2 separate regions of the Sus scrofa genome follow, and region 2 is linked to region 1. A link is a contact called in public HiChIP or PLAC-seq data. All regions are on one chromosome and are shown on one strand. Each heading gives the region's core, a stretch centred on a gene start, on an enhancer-like site or on the middle of the called end of the contact. The rest is flanking DNA. Distances are from core to core; before and after follow the strand shown. Region 1 has its middle 89 kb from the start of CLIC6. Region 2 overlaps RUNX1 (runt related transcription factor 1).

Region 1 (3,793 bases), core at 865-3,364:
GGGTCGAATCAGAGCTGCAGCTGCCAGCCTACACTACAGCCACAACAGTGCCAGGCCCCAGCTGCATCTGCAACCTACACCATAGCTTGTGGCAATGCCAGATCCTTAACCCACTGAGCAAGGCCAGGGATCAAGCCCGCATCCTTGCGGATACTAGTGGGGTTCATAACCTACTGAGCCACAATAGAAACTCCCCATTCAATTTGTAGATTCTCATAATTTTCAACATTCAGTCTGGTCTGGTGTCACAGGGAGTGGGCTGGGAATGGCCTGCAGTGGTTCCCTAGGGCGTGGAGGGGTGGGTCCCAGTCAGCACACTTTGCAACAGTCGGAGAGCAGCTGAGAATGGGCACACTGGTCCAGCTGACTGAATCGCTGCCAGTGGAAGGGACCTCGAGGTGGGGGTCAGTGGGGACGGTGACTGGGGCGGGACTGGCTGGCTGGGGCTCCTCTCCTCTGCGTCCCCCAGAGCTCAGGAAGGTGAGGTGGGGCTGGAGAAGGAGTTTATGGCCAGGGAAGCTCAGAGATGGTCACAAAGGAGCAGTCAAGACCCACTGCGGCGGGGGGGGGGTGTGTTACAAACCCAACTAGTATCCAGGAGGATGTGGGCTCAATCCCTGGCCTCACTCAGTGGGTTAAGGATCCGGTGTTGCTGCAAGTTGTGGTATTGGTTGCAGATGTGGCTGGGATCTGTGTCTGGCTCTGATTCGACCCCTAGCCTGGGAACTTCCATGTGCCACAGGTGCAGCCCTAAAAAAGCAAAAATACATACATACATACAAGTTAATTGAAGAGAGTTCAGCTTGGGGACACACATTTCGTGTGCGTGTACGTGTGTGTGTGTTGGAGCTTTTTTACTTATTTAAAACATGTTATCTAGAGCAAGAAATCCCCAGACATACCAGCCCAGAGCCGTAAACCACGAGAGACCAGACAGCCTTCAAAATATGCAGAGATGGCAACTCCTCATGGGCGAAGCCAGTCATGGGTCTTCGAGCGGACTGAGCTGCCAGCAGCCCCCTGGGGTGACTGGGTTATGATGGGGGACAGTCCCGCAGACCTGGCACTCTGCATCTTGTCAGTGCTGGGCATGACGCCCTTTTCTGAGCGCTTTTTGAAGCTTTTATACCCTGCTGGGCTCTGGGCCTCAGATGCAAAGGGAGTCAATAACTCTGCAAAAAGTCACCAGACAATTTATCCCCTTGGCACCAAGCCTAGAATTCTAATCAGTTCTTGACTGCTTCAAAGTCTTCTTGCTTTGGATCTTCCAAATTGAAAATAAATATCGAGGGCAATTACCTTCCTTTAGCCCTCTGATGTTGAAGATTGGTTCTCATCCATTAATTCAAGAAACTTCTCGTTTCTTTGGGAAGGTATTGGCCCTTGGAACTCTTAACTCAGTATCAACACAGTCCTCTAGGTTTTGAATTTTTTTAAAAGAGAGGATTTATTATACTCTAGGTTAGTATTTTCCTATTTTGAAGAAGTCTTGATCATACCAGACGCTCTTCCAAGGGGTAAAAAAAAGCCGGTTTCTTCCTATTACTGGATGCCCGCTATCCTCAGAGCATCCTCAAGAGGGCAGCAAAGTACAACGTCTGGTCGCATTTCCCGGCTGGGGCAGCCCCTGAACCCTCAGAGCGGATTTGGAACTTGCCTCCCTGCGGGGTGCGGAGCGAGGGGTGAAGAGCAAGGATGGTTACTGGGTTACTGATCGCCTTCTTAGGCAGTTCTCTGGGCTCGCCAGGAAAGCACATCCCCTGGAAGGAAAGCCAGAGCTCCCCCAGTCTCATTTTCAGAGAGCTGCGAACATGACCAGACCTATTAATTACTTAATTGAGGTTCTGGGCTTTGAAGATGAAAAGTGGCGAGTTCTGCTGTCTCCAGTCCGGGGAGCTCTTTCTCGGGGCCCTTCTGAGTCTCGCTTTCAAGTTACCAGGTTCATTTTGGTGACCTTCTCGGGCGATAGGGATAACCCATCCCGCCCCTGTGGGTCAAGGGAGTGTTATCTCCTGAAACCACTTCCTTGAGCTCAAGTCACACTAAGCCGACCACAGCGTCCCAGCAGAGGGCTTGGTCGCACTTAGCGTGTGTCTCTGTCACCGTGCCCTGACCGAGTCACAGGCTCCCAGTGGTGGCTGAGAAGCAGCAGGGGATGCTGGCTCATGAATGACTCTGCTGGGCTGAGACCAACTGAAACGGGGGAGCCTGGTGGCTTTGTGGCCCTGCCTGGGGCATAGAGTCTCAGCCCCATAATTGACTGGCACCTCCGGGCACCAGGCCAGCTTGGCCTGAATTCCCTCATCCCGGGGAAGGGGACAGGGAGAGTGGGAGGAAGAGGAGGGAGTCGCCTGCACACGTGGGATAAAGACACAGGCAATAATGGAAACATTAAGCCGATGCTTCGTTTACAAACAACTTTCACATCCGACGTTATCTCGCGGGAGTCTCTGAAAGGCTGCGTGAAGTTGAGGACGTGCGTGGGAAAAGCGGCCAGCAGGATCCTGGAGCCACAGAAAGAAAAGAGTTGCGGGCAGGAAGTGAGGACCCGGAGCAGAGCGTCTTCCTTGAAAGCCCTCCTTCCTCCAGTCCGCCCTCCCACCCGCCTGTCTTCGGATTAGATGGAAACCTGGTTGTGGTTGGGAAGGCAAAATCCGAAATGCAACCATCCCCGAATTGGGACCCGCACCTCAGATTGGAGCCTTCTTGGGTACAGAATTTAAAATTAATCCTTATCAAGCGGGGCTATTGACACACCCTGCAGCTCCTAGTCATTCTTGCAGATGTTGTAAATACTTCTCCTTTGCATCTGGACTGAAAGGCAAGAGAAATCACTTAGGAAACTACAAAGTCCAGATTCACTACCGAGGGCTGGAGAGAAAAGAAGCCCGCGCTCCAGGGCGGGGTCTTTTCCTGCGCTGGGCGAGCGTGTTTTCTTCCCCAGCACAGGTGTCTTTTCACTGCAGCCCAGGGCCTCGCCCGATTTTGCGTTACCTGATGTTTTGAGGGCCTGAGCACAGTTTCTGTGGCTGGATTATTACAGCCTCAGGAGCAAAACCTTGACCTGCTTCGTTTGAAAGCACCCGGCACAGGTCTGCTTAGGTTGTCTTCCACGCAGGCACGTGGATGCGCCGGTGGACGGAGCGGAGACAGGCAAGGGGCAGATTCATCAAGATAGCTGTGGTTGGTGAAGTCCTTTTGGTTACAAACCACAGAAGTGGATTCTGGCTTATCGATTTAATCAAAGTGAATTGAAAACTGGGGATGCTCTGGAGGGAGACTGGGGTTTCACGGTTCAGAGGGGGTGTTGGTTAAGTTGCCCCTTCCTCGCTCAGCTGTCCCTCTTACCGAGAGATGCCCTTGACACCACAGGCGTCAACTCCTGGTGTCTAGGTTTGCTGGTCCAACCACCAACTCCCAAGAGCCTGGGTCTTCTAAGATCAATGGGGTGTGGCTAGAGGGTCAGTGTGAGTGTGTGTGTATGTGTGTGTGTAAGCGTGCACGCTCGACCTGAGGAGCTTTTCCAGGTTGTGTATTTCATATCATATACTTTCATGCATTATTTTGTATGAAACCCTTTGGGGAGTAAGGGGGAGGTCTTTTTTTTTTTTTTTTTTTTTAATACTGAATGCTGAACTCAGCAGGAGAGAGCCCTGAGCTCTAGAACTTTCTTCATTTAACTCTTTACATATTTCCTACAAGATAGCATAGTTTCTTTAAGGGCTATCATGTTTCTTTTTTAAATTTTTTTTCAGGGTCTTTTTTTGTATTTTTTAAATTATAGTTTATTTAC
Region 2 (3,793 bases), core at 578-3,077, 120 kb after region 1:
ATTTCCCAGCCATCTGCAATGTGGAGCACAGCGCTAGGCTGGCCCTCCACAGTCAAGGCAAAGTTTCAGATTCACAGATTCTTGCCTTGGGAAGAATCCTTGGAAGATCCATACATGAGGTTCAGGGGCCCTGAAATTTAAAATGGTGCAAGAATCTGTGTGTAGGAGTGCATTGGTTTCCCCCCAAGGATTTTCAAAATGATTTTCTGACGTTCCCAAAAGATTAAAATCATATTAGAAAAATCAGAAGGAAATCTGCCCCTCTTTACGACGTGGTAGAGGACACGGTCTGGCAGATTTCCTCTTTGGTTCTAAAATGAATGAACTAAAGCTGCTTTCCCTGATTGATTCCTTTCCAACTGATTAAGTAAATACTCCAAGTGGGATGACGCACTCGCAGATTTCATTGCTAAGATTTCTTCAACGTTTCTCAGCTGCAGCCATGAAACACTTTCTTATAACTGAAAATATCAGTGGAACTACCTCAACTGCAGATGTAAGCTGCCATCCACTGCTGCTAAGTCACGCTGCCAAAGAGAATTCCTCCTGCTCCTGACCTTCGATTTTCTGGAGGGCGAGGAGCATCCCAGAACGCGTGCTTAAGCATGAATTGTTCTGAACAACCCCAGGTGCCTTCAATGTCACCTCCCCTCTCTCCTGGGAGCTGCTATCTGGTCTTCCTTTGTAAAGGAACGGTCTAGATGGAGATACTGAATCCAAGAGGGAGAATTCCAAGGGTGAGATATCCCTGTAGGAGGCTGACGTTGTCAGGGAGAGAAAGGAGGGCAGGAAGGCAAAGGAAAGAAGACGCCTCAGCCTGCTGAAACCTTCACCAATATTTTGTAGGGGCCGGTCTTGTCAGCAAGCCCGTAAAAGCCGGATGGGCAGGTTTTCCCAGTTGCAGGCTGAACCCGAGGTTAGGAGCTGTGGTCCTGGACATGGGCCAGCACCCAGACAGATCAGTTTTGTAGAACAGAGAAAAACCCTTCCATGTTCAACCCCTGGCGATTTCTACAAGGTTTGACAATCTCCCGGGACTGGCAGCTGAGAAAAGAAAAGTCTTTTTTTTTTTTCCTCTACTCTTTCTTTGGAACTGAGCACCGAGCCCCTTGGAGGATCCACCAGACCCGTGGCTTTTTTGACAGAATGTGAAACTGGCACTGGAATGCTCGGATGAGCCAACAGCCAGGACCTTCCTGGGCCCCTGTGTGGCGTGTTGATGCCAATGACATAGTTTCAGACACATTTTCAAACACGGAAAATGAAACAGTGGAGAGTCTTTAATAAAATATTGTGAAACTTCTAAAGGACAAAATTCAGGGAGGACGCTTTAGACTAATTGTTAAAATGAAGGAGAATCATTTGCTCTCTTCCTAATGGGAAGCAAATTGCAAAAAAAAGAAAAAAAAAAGAAAAAAAAGAAAAAGAAAAAAAATCCTTGGCAGGCTTTGATGTTGACACTAGATATGAAAGAGTAAAATCAAGCTGTATTTTACAACTATGGGGAGAAATTATGAGACAGAGTCAAACTGGGCCTTTTGACAGCTCATTTTGTCTTGCACTAACAAAAGCAACAACAACAAAAAATCGCTCAAGATCACCAATACACGCAGTAACTGTAATTGGGTACAACATTCACTGTAGGTTCCTCTATTTTGGATTGCTTACTATCATGCGTGGGTAGCAGGCCCTGTTCAAAACAGATATTGTCCGTACATGGAGCATTTCAACTAATTTTCCTGCTCCAGGTTATCAGAAGACAGCCCAGCCTTGGTCGCAGCTATTTCACTCTGGGTTTTATGCAAACTCAAGGGCATACTGGCACGAATCAGGCAGCCAAATGCAAACAATCCACACCTTGGGGAAACAGTTCACTGTTACCCAAGTAAACACAAGCTCCTCTTAGTCACCCACTCAAAACAGAAATGGCCAGTGATGGACGAGAGACCAGCCTTCAACACCAGAAAAGAAAGCATGCTGCTTTCAAAATCTCACTCTTTATCACCACCAACCCCCTGGGCCTTGCCAGGAGGCACCACTGCCCTTCTTACAGGAAAACGTCGTTGGCATGGGCCATTAAAAAATTTCCCAACTTTCATAACCAAAACCTGTCCCGTGGACACCCACAGAGATGCATACTCTGATAATGAGTAGAAATCCATAGGAATTGAATTGAGATGGTTACTAGGCTGGGAGGTGTGGACGGGGCGGTCAGGCTTTTGTTTTTTATTGGCTTCTTAACCACTCTGCCAGCTACTCATATGAAGCCCTTGAGATGTTTTCTAAACACACATCTCTGAATCATAATGTGAATTCCACTTACTGAAAGGCAGGGACTTTTAATATAGCAAGTAAACCCATAGAATGACTTATGCTTGTATATCTTATAGCATCATTTGTGTTTCAATAAGTGGATATCATTTTCTTAACATTGTCCTATAATTAACATAATGATACGTGCTATGAACACATATTTTCAATCACGTTACAAGTTTTTGAAAATTTTCTCCACCTATGATTCTATTTTGAAAATGTCCCCGGCAGCTAAGATAGCACAAAAACAATAGCCAAAAAAAGGCAACAGTGCTTTTGCCCTCTTTCCTCTTGGACTAAACAAATTTCCCAAGAACATAGATTTTCTCATATTTCTGAATGTCTTTATAAAGAGTAATGATTACTCTTCTGTTTAAATGTCCACTGGATGTACTTTTAGTTTTTAAATACAGGAGCCACCTACTGTTATTTAGGTATTTGCCGTGTCTTTTTAATATACTCAAAATAACTTTTATTTGTAAACTTATTCAACACTATATTACAAAAATGAGATTTTCCAAAGAAATTATCGTATTTCCTTCAGTTAAACTGCTAGTACTTACTGCTACTTATAAAATATGACTTAGATTGTGTTTCAAAGAAAACACAATATTTGAAAATAACTGGAAAGCAGAGGAGTTTACAACAAGCCAAGATTCCTCTTTCTGCTCTAATACTCTGATAACAGGCATGGAGAGATAAAACTACACATAGAACGGCACTGATGAAATAGTTCCTGTGGATGGATAATCCAGTCTTTCATATTATTAGTATCTAAAATATTAACTGGGCCCAACCCCTCCTCCAAATAATAATAAGACATCCAAATTATATATAATAGGAAGGTCATATTGCCATCAAATTCACCAAACCAGAATGGTATGAACACTAATTCTTCCTATTTTACCATAAAAAATATCCTTACTTGAAACACATTTCAATAATCATACACTGCATATCCCTTAAAATTATTAGAAGTGTCATAAATAGTGCATGGATTCTAAGTTAAAGGCTTCCAGTCACTAGACTTCTGAAAATTATCAAAGAGAGAACCCCAGTTGCACAGTCCTGGTTTCTATGATGATAAGTTTCATATTTTTACAATTTAGTAAAGATCTGAGGCGTTTCCTTGAAATTCACAGTTCTGGTTTTCCAAGCTTCCAAATCAGTTTTAAGCCAATTCAATAAGAGAAAGCAATAACGTAAAGCTAGATTCTGTTAAAAATATTAAATTTTAAATAAATATTTTAAAAAGCTTAACGTAGCAATAATAAGGGGAAGAAATGACTGTGTTTCTAGGGGATCTCATCACAGAAACTTCTAGATGTTTTGAAATCTGGGTTTGTTGCCATGTAAATACTTGGTGTTTCAAGTTCAGTTTTGACAGACACATACCTCTTCCACTCCGACCGACAAACCTGAGGTCATTGAATCTTGCAACTTGGTTTTTCATGGCTGCAGTTGCATTTCTCAGTTCAGC

What was found. HiChIP or PLAC-seq counts read pairs in DNA pulled down with a chosen protein or histone mark.
Region 2: an H3K27ac HiChIP or PLAC-seq map of alveolar macrophages shows a contact between it and region 1, with 2.1 times the contacts expected there. The contact joins two enhancer-like sites. A contact is called at or near these places in 10 of 47 Hi-C or Micro-C datasets (adipose tissue, alveolar macrophages, embryonic fibroblasts and 5 more) and 2 of 2 datasets of contacts at active chromatin or transcription factors (alveolar macrophages and skeletal muscle).

What each region holds. Positions count from the first base shown.
Region 1 is chr13:198,337,582-198,341,374 of Sscrofa11.1, forward strand. No RefSeq gene overlaps it. Among named protein-coding and RNA genes, the nearest start is that of CLIC6, 89 kb to the left of the region's middle. Within about 2 kb of position 2,115, at least 20 of the 83 cell types and tissues checked have an H3K27ac peak or open chromatin away from gene starts, as enhancers often do. A contact at or near this core is called in alveolar macrophages, where this site is marked.
Region 2 is chr13:198,457,969-198,461,761 of Sscrofa11.1, forward strand. It overlaps RUNX1 (runt related transcription factor 1), which reads right to left. Exons shown (of 8, transcript NM_001246252.1): 4 at 3,709-3,793. Among named protein-coding and RNA genes, the nearest start is that of RUNX1, 180 kb to the right of the region's middle. Within about 2 kb of position 1,828, at least 14 of the 83 cell types and tissues checked have an H3K27ac peak or open chromatin away from gene starts, as enhancers often do. A contact at or near this core is called in alveolar macrophages, where this site is marked.